Linked DNA regions of Sparus aurata: region 1 is linked to region 2. The links are chromatin contacts, called in public Hi-C maps. All regions are on one chromosome and are shown on one strand. The core of a region is the stretch at or near the end of the contact, and the rest is flanking DNA. Distances in the headings are between cores, read along the strand shown. Region 1 holds the start of LOC115591111 (regulator of nonsense transcripts 1). Region 2 holds the start of rabgap1l (RAB GTPase activating protein 1-like).

The links. Hi-C and Micro-C count contacts between places; a contact is called where the count stands out from the background.
Region 1: a Hi-C map of an unstated tissue shows a contact between it and region 2, with 13 times the contacts expected there. The contact joins the promoter of LOC115591111 here to the promoter of rabgap1l in region 2. A contact is called at or near these places in 2 of 2 Hi-C or Micro-C datasets (skeletal muscle and an unstated tissue).

What each region holds. Positions count from the first base shown.
Region 1 is chr11:24,193,158-24,196,867 of fSpaAur1.1, forward strand. LOC115591111 (regulator of nonsense transcripts 1) reads right to left here and starts at 1,666. Exons shown (of 24, transcript XM_030432786.1): 1 at 1,231-1,666; 2 at 689-831. The coding sequence starts at 1,401. LOC115590751 (pyroglutamyl-peptidase 1) reads right to left here. Exons shown (of 5, transcript XM_030432127.1): 5 at 3,272-3,710.
Region 2 is chr11:23,668,651-23,672,323 of fSpaAur1.1, forward strand. rabgap1l (RAB GTPase activating protein 1-like) reads left to right here and starts at 1,434. Exons shown (of 26, transcript XM_030434354.1): 1 at 1,434-1,565. fam163ab (family with sequence similarity 163 member Ab) reads left to right here. Exons shown (of 4, transcript XM_030432144.1): 4 at 1-902.

The DNA of each region.
Region 1 (3,710 bases), core at 416-2,915, 520 kb after region 2:
TAATTCAACAGAAAACCTAGCCCATAAAAAGTGAACTACTACGCACTGCTGGCTGAATTTTGAAACGTAAATTGTTGGTCAAACCCGATGCTTTCAGACAATATTCCAGAGGTTTTTTATTAAACAGTTAACAGTAAAATCAATATATGTTATCTTCGTAGATTCTCTGTGCAAGGAGGTTCTAACTTCAGTTTACACACACCTTTAGATCGCTATCAGAAATCTGCCCAGCTAAAACAAGGCTGGGAGACAATCATATTTTACACAAAATATCACCAAGACGACACCGCTAGCTTGCAGATTTCTTCTCTATCAGTTCCAAAAGCAACCATTGATCTTTTTTCTTGTGTGCCTATATCTATATCTGTTCATTTAAATAGAACAGATGTCAGTATTATACTTCCAATAATGTTTCGTCAGTGATGTGCAAGTCCTGATTGAGTACTACTTATACACTCTCATAACTGTGCTTCTCAGAAGAGTTTTAACTATTAATGAGGCTAATGACTGTCTTTTAGGGGCTTTATTGCCTGTAAGTGGTGTGTTACAGCAAGGACCAAATACAACTAGGTATTATTAATACAGCACTGTGTAATCGCCATGAAAATAACGTGTGGCTATACTGAAATCAGTCCCTCAGTGATCTGCAGTTAACTGAAGCCCTGTCGTGTGGCTCCTGTCACTGTACCTGCATGCGTGCACAGGCAGGTCTTTGGTGTAGTATGTGTCCTCTTCATCCTCCTCAAAGTTGAGTTCGGCCAACAGCTGGCTGGCTTTGGCCACAGAGTCATCCACTCCACCGTTGTGAAGACCTTCATCAGGACCATTTACCTGCAGCACAACACAAGTTTAACAAAACAAACTGAATGCTAAAGTTTAGCAGCTAGTGGCTAGGGGACACGGCGCGGAAAAGCCAGATAATTATTAGTTGACAGACTGTCAATTATCATGAAGCTCGTCTTTGTCCATTGAAGATGCGCCTGTGAGTCTAGTTTTCTTTGAGCAGTTCAAAACAAGCGTGCTAAGACAGCCAATATCACTTTGGGAGTTTAGTTAATGGCTTGCTAGCTAGCAGTAAGCTAACGGCAACAGCTAGCTAACGCGAAGCTGGGAAACGCAAGATCCACTAATAGCAGGCTAGCAAGTAGCGCTAGGTAAGCTAGCTAACTGCCGCTAACGTCTATTAACCGCGCTTTATTGCCCCTTCCTGTAACGCTGGGAGCTTCATACCTGGTTGTCTAGCTGGCTCTGGGTCTGGCCTTGAGTTTGCGTCTGGCTGGGAAGGGTGAAATCGGTGAAGTCGTACTCGGAGCCCTGGGTGTCCGCTCCGAGCAGCTCCGTTTCCTCGGTGTCCAGGAAGGTGAGGGTCTGGGAGCTCGGCCCGTACGCCTCCACACTCATCTCGACTCTCAACTTTCGCTTTACAGAGCGGTTGCTGGTGTTCGTTTAAAGATGAACAAAATCCTCACGGTATTTTGATCGCTAACTGGTCTGGAGGCCGACGCTGGGGGTCTGAATTGAAACCCAAACAAAAATGGAACCGATCAGAACCTCGAAAGCTCCAGCAGGTCCAACAGCGACGGTGACGAACTTCCATGCGCCGCTCAACGCGTGACGTCCACACTGTAGGCTGTAGAGCAGAGACAGGCCATCAGTGGAAGAGCTCTCACTCTGATCGTGTTTCCGGGTATGAAAACAGAAGCGTGGACCTCTGCAGGGAGAATAGGGAAATAACTACTGAACGCTGACAGACAACTGTTGAAGAAGATAGACTGTGTCTCTACAGAAATCACTATGAAGTCTGAATTTTAAAACAAAAACAAAAAAACAACAATATTTCTATAGCTAAACATACGGGAGGGCACAAAAGTCTCAGAGCACTGGTCAAAATACTTTTATTTTGCATTTTCATTGCACATGATAACATCTCCTGAAAAAAGTTCAATTTCTCAAATATGGCCAGTAATTTCAGAATATCTTAGAATCTGATATGCCCCCCTTTAATGACAGTATGCATTCAAGCTGGCATGAACTCCAGCAACAGACTCTTTCAACCTCGCTGCATTAAAGAACGGCACAGGAAATCATTCCTACCTGGTGCCATCAGACTTTACGCTTCACAGCAACGCCCAGGCAACACACACACATAATTTAAGTGACATATTACTTAAATCTTACCACTGTAATTAAAAATGCACCTTTCTCAATTTATCTTGCACCTTCAAATCCACTAAGTTTCATTTTGCTAAGTATTTAATATTATTTAATATTTATCTGGACCGGCTAAGCATCTTATTGTATATTGTATATAGTGTATAGTGTTTTAAATTGCGTATTGCACTCTGATTGTATTTTTTATTTCTGATTGTATTGTACTGCTGCTACGATGACCTTATTTCCCCTCGGGGATAAATAAAGTTATCTATCCATCCTATCCTATCCTATCCATCTATCCAACACTCCAAAACCAGGGGACTTATGTTATTCCAGCATCATTTTTAAGTCTTCAAGTGCCCTCAGTGACCGCATCATCAGAGGAAGATGTTGCAATATCTTCTATTTTTGCTGTAATACACAAATACATCTCAATATATTTTTTTAAAAGTAGCCTTGTAAGCACTTCATAATTTCTGGGACAGGGCAACAAAATCAAATATATTTTTTCAAAATACTTCAACAATACGAATATTTGTACTAAGAAATTTTAATCAGAAGAGGAAGATCTTCATTGATTGACTTATATATATATATATATATATATGACTTATAATTTTTTATATATATATATATATGCCAAAACAAACTAAATAAACAAACTCTTCATTTTCATGACTGAAGAAACTGCATAAACAAACTGACCTTGTAGGACAAAACAATTTCACACTTTTTTATTTGGGAGACCCTGCCACCTTGTAGCTTCAAACAGTGTTCTGGGGAACTTATTTTTTCACTGAGAAAATCTTGTTTATTCAGTTAAGGAAAAAAAACAACATATATCTGAGTTTGTATTTTTACCTCATTGATTCTGTAAACATTAAAATTCTGATTTAGGAGATTTCAAAATATTGAGGTATATACTGTGTATTGCAATATAGTTTTAAAACATTACATAAATATTATAGGGCCATATCATCATCTTCTCAGCCTTTTATGCAGACTATACAAACTTTGGATCAATCCAATTTTGTGTGACAAAACAATATATGTTTTCATTCGGTGCAACTAGTGAGTAGTGGAAAAAAATAAGAGTTGTAATAAAAGACACCAAGACTTGTAATCCTTTGTCTTTATTTCAAAGCCTTCCCTTTTACAGAGCCAATATTCCTTACTTATTGTAACAGTGCGCTATTAATGTCAAAAGCAGAAGACACCTGTGAAAGGATTCTCCCTAAACAGAGATCTCACAGTAAATCACAGAGCCATAATGTTATTGTACAACAGAGCACACAGTGAGATTAAAAAAAAAAAAAAGTATTTCTGAGGTAGCCACATATTTGACTGGACAGCATCAGTAGTATATCTTTGAACTGAACTGCAGAGAATTTTTAAGGCCTTTTCATAAACAACAGCAAGGCACAGGAGAGAGTCAGGGTCAGAGGTCACCTCATATGTAAACTTGAGGCTCTTAGGGGCAGGCTCCTCCACAACCCTTTCACTTCTCAGCACTCACAAAAGCCACACAGTAAAATATCAGCACCTAAAAACTCAGA
Region 2 (3,673 bases), core at 184-2,683:
TGGGATTTGAACATGATGTATTTTGAACGAGGGAGTGTGATTTACTAGTTTGTGCTATTTTGTCGACACACTCCTCCTATACTCCTGTACTACTCTCATGTTGGATCTTTAAAATGCAAATAACCATGTCATTTATTTTCAAGTTGTTTTTCATATTGTGGAAAAGTCAAGAGTGCATATTTATGTGACTGAAAACTGTTTCACAGAGCCCATTTTCTTACATGCTTGCCACTCACAATAATACTCGCTGTGATATTTATCGTTATGTTTCTGTACAGCAGGATTCTGGAGAATATCGGATAACTCAGCAAGATTTTTGGACAGGCTTTTGTCGCTGTTATCACTCAAGCATTAAGCAAAGAGGCACTTGCCAACCTCTTAGCACATATAATTAGAATCCATTGATCAGCTGCTACGTCATTTATTTTTTAATAAATTTCTCATTAACGGTACACAGTATGAGCTCTCAAGAGCATTCTACACCTGAATCTTGGGTTTTTTTCTGGATTAACTTGAAAGGGCAAAAAAATGTATACAAGACTGGTAAAAAGACATTTCGTAACCTAAGTTTGACAAGTTTGACTTTTTGGAAATCTGTCCAGAAAAGTGTAAGCTGGAATCTCTGAAGGGGTTCAGTGAAATACAACCAGTGTTTCTTCATGTTGTTTTTCCATTGCAACAGATAAGAATCCATTGTCACTGTTTATTTGGGTATTGTATTAACTATATATTTTACTACTTACTTAACTATCTATCTTTGAAAAACAGTAAAAAAAAAAAAAAAGAAAAAGAAAAAAAAAGCTTTTTAGAAATGTGGTTAAAACAGATATCATACCTGACAAATACAGAAACAGTAATATTTGACAGTGTTAACTTTTGACAATTAAACATTTGTAATGGCTTGAAATGGCTCTTTGTGTGATAATTGACAGGACTCCACACACACTCACACACACACACACACACACACACACACACACACACACACACACATTATGCCTTTAATTTAAAATACTCCCCACCCATAACTGTCCTCATATTTATTTCAGTTTGAATTCAGAATTCAGAAAGCAAACCATGCTCATGAACTCTGGAGACAGCATGAACTTTGATCCATAGCTAATGATTGTCATGTGGCAAACAACCACCACCATGTGCTGAAATTCATTTTTTCAGAACAAAGCATTCATTTATCTTCCTGTCAGAATCCCCCTTTAGGTAAAACATGACCCTTGATAGCTTTCATAAGTTTTGATACTTTCAAACTAAAACTTAATCCGCATATGGTTCAAAATCTGAATGTATGTGTGCATAACTATACACCGATAAGGCAAATCTCAACTAGTAAAAATGCCAAATTCCGAAACAGAAATTATTGTCCAGTGGTTGAGAAAATGCGAGCTAGTAGATTTGCAGGACTACTGCGCATGCGTGACTTTAACTCTAACATTCCAAACCGGAAGGCGTGTCACTAAACTCCCGAGTGATTCATCTGATTAAACATATACGATCTTCGTTGCAACTCTTCTGACAGCTAGCGAGCAACTCCACAACGGTCTAAACAAGTAAGTTGACAGCTCTTTTTTCAACATTTATGAGCATTTCAGAATAATGTTTGCACTCGTTGAGAAGAGAAATGTGCCTTTCCTTCTTCGCTCCTGTCATTTTGCTCCGGAGCCGGGCGGGGTGTTGCTGAGAGAGGTCGCTCCTTCAAATAGTGGTCCAACTGTTTTGGACTTCGGGCTGGTTAGCGTTAGCCAAACTTAGCCTTAGTTAGCTCACCGCACTAGCCTGGCACACATAGGTACTTCCTGTTTAGCCTGCACTCATCTGTTCCGACAGCTAGCACCTGGTCTGCGGGTGTTGCTTGTGACTGACAATGTTGTTATATCCGCAGTGATGAAAATGCTGTGGTGACTGACAAGTAGTTTTGCCGTTAGCTAATTTTGTCATGCCTGTCTTTCTCTCTGTGTTGTTGGCATTAGCTAGCTGATGTGAGAGGAGACTAGCCGTTCTACGAGTCTGCTGTTTATGTGTTTCTGTAAAAAAAAAAAAAAGAAGCCCTTTCAGACATAACACCTGGCTAATTTTATTTAACTTACTATATGACGGCTAAGGAGCTGGTTAAATAGAGGCTGCCATACCAAGCTAGCCCGCTGCTGCTGTTAAGACTGTGATGTGTCTCCATCCAGGCCTGCAGACACCAGTGGGAGCAGCAATGACTGTTTTACTGCAGTAATTAATGTGAAAATCGAACCTAACAGAGAATAGAGCAGCATTGTATTGAGAGTGTTGGACCATTAAGGCATTATCACAAGCACTATCAACTGTCTCCTCTGCTGAGGAGATCATCAGCAGGAGATTCGTTACCTCAGATCATCAGTATCTGAGGTAATGAAGCCATCAGGTGTCTTTTTGAAGCTGAGCATTAGTGTCTTCTGTTGGACATATTCCACTCTATCAAGTTTAATATGACTGCAGCTGACTTACAGCTGTTTGGTAGAAAATGTACCCATACCTCAGTCATGGTGTCACAGCATTTGTTTCACTGTCTGTGGATCAGCTCCTGGATCTTTCTCTGGATAACATCACTACAGTCAGTGTTCTTGCTTCCAACCTGAAGAAGAGACTTGTGACTTCAAATTCATGAACCATGACTGAAGCATGACATATATATCTGTGTTTTTGACCTTGAATTGGATAATGTCTGAGAGTGATTTGGGGTGCGATCACTGGTATACTGTGAGAAAAGTGAATCCGAATAATTCCTGTTTTTAGCCCTTCATATCTGAAGATACTCTGCAGTTTTATTCTATTGTAAACTTAACATCTTTTAGTTTTTGGACTGTTAGCGTTTTCAAGACTGTGAAAAACTGGAATGAATATCTGTCACTTTCTTGACAGATTGTATAGACATATGACTAATGGTCAATAAGGTTAAATGCAGTCCTAAACTGATGCTGTGTAAAATGACATAGAGAAATACTGGTAATAATATGAACAGTTAATATATGGAGCTTGATGGCTGGCAGTAGGTTTTGGCTGTTTGGATGAACAGGAATAAACAGGCGTCTGATGTAGGCCAGGCTTTGGTATTGGCACAAAACCAAAGTGGCCTTTTGTTGTGTCTTGACGGAGAGGTGTTTCTGTGTCATGAAGGAGCTACTTTAATAATAGGTAGGATACACAGCCAGCCAGAAAACCAACAAGTATATCAGGATGAATAAGCTTACAATTCACATGGCATGGATTCATCAGATTTACAGCAATGAATAGTTTATAGTCTTGCATGTCTGTTTTTGCTGTGTTGTACAGTTTGTTAAACAGGCTGTCGCAACAGTGTACTTTCTTCACTGTTACAGTCACACATTTGAATCTGTTGTTCTATAACCAGACAAAAACAGATGAGACCATATTTGACTATGAAAATAACTCAGATGGCTTTAGCATTAGACCTGATGGGAAGTGACCCGGTGACGTCTGACAGCACACACTCTCTGCATAGAAAAGTCTCAGAAAAGGGTTTTAGTCGCAAAAGAGGCAGAACTTTAACTAGCTACATTCACACTAGTAATGTTGGGAAAAAGGCCTGCAACTAATAAGTATTTAATCACTGATTAATTTCTTGAAATTACTCCTTTTATCAAACAAACAGTCCAAAATAAAATAAATG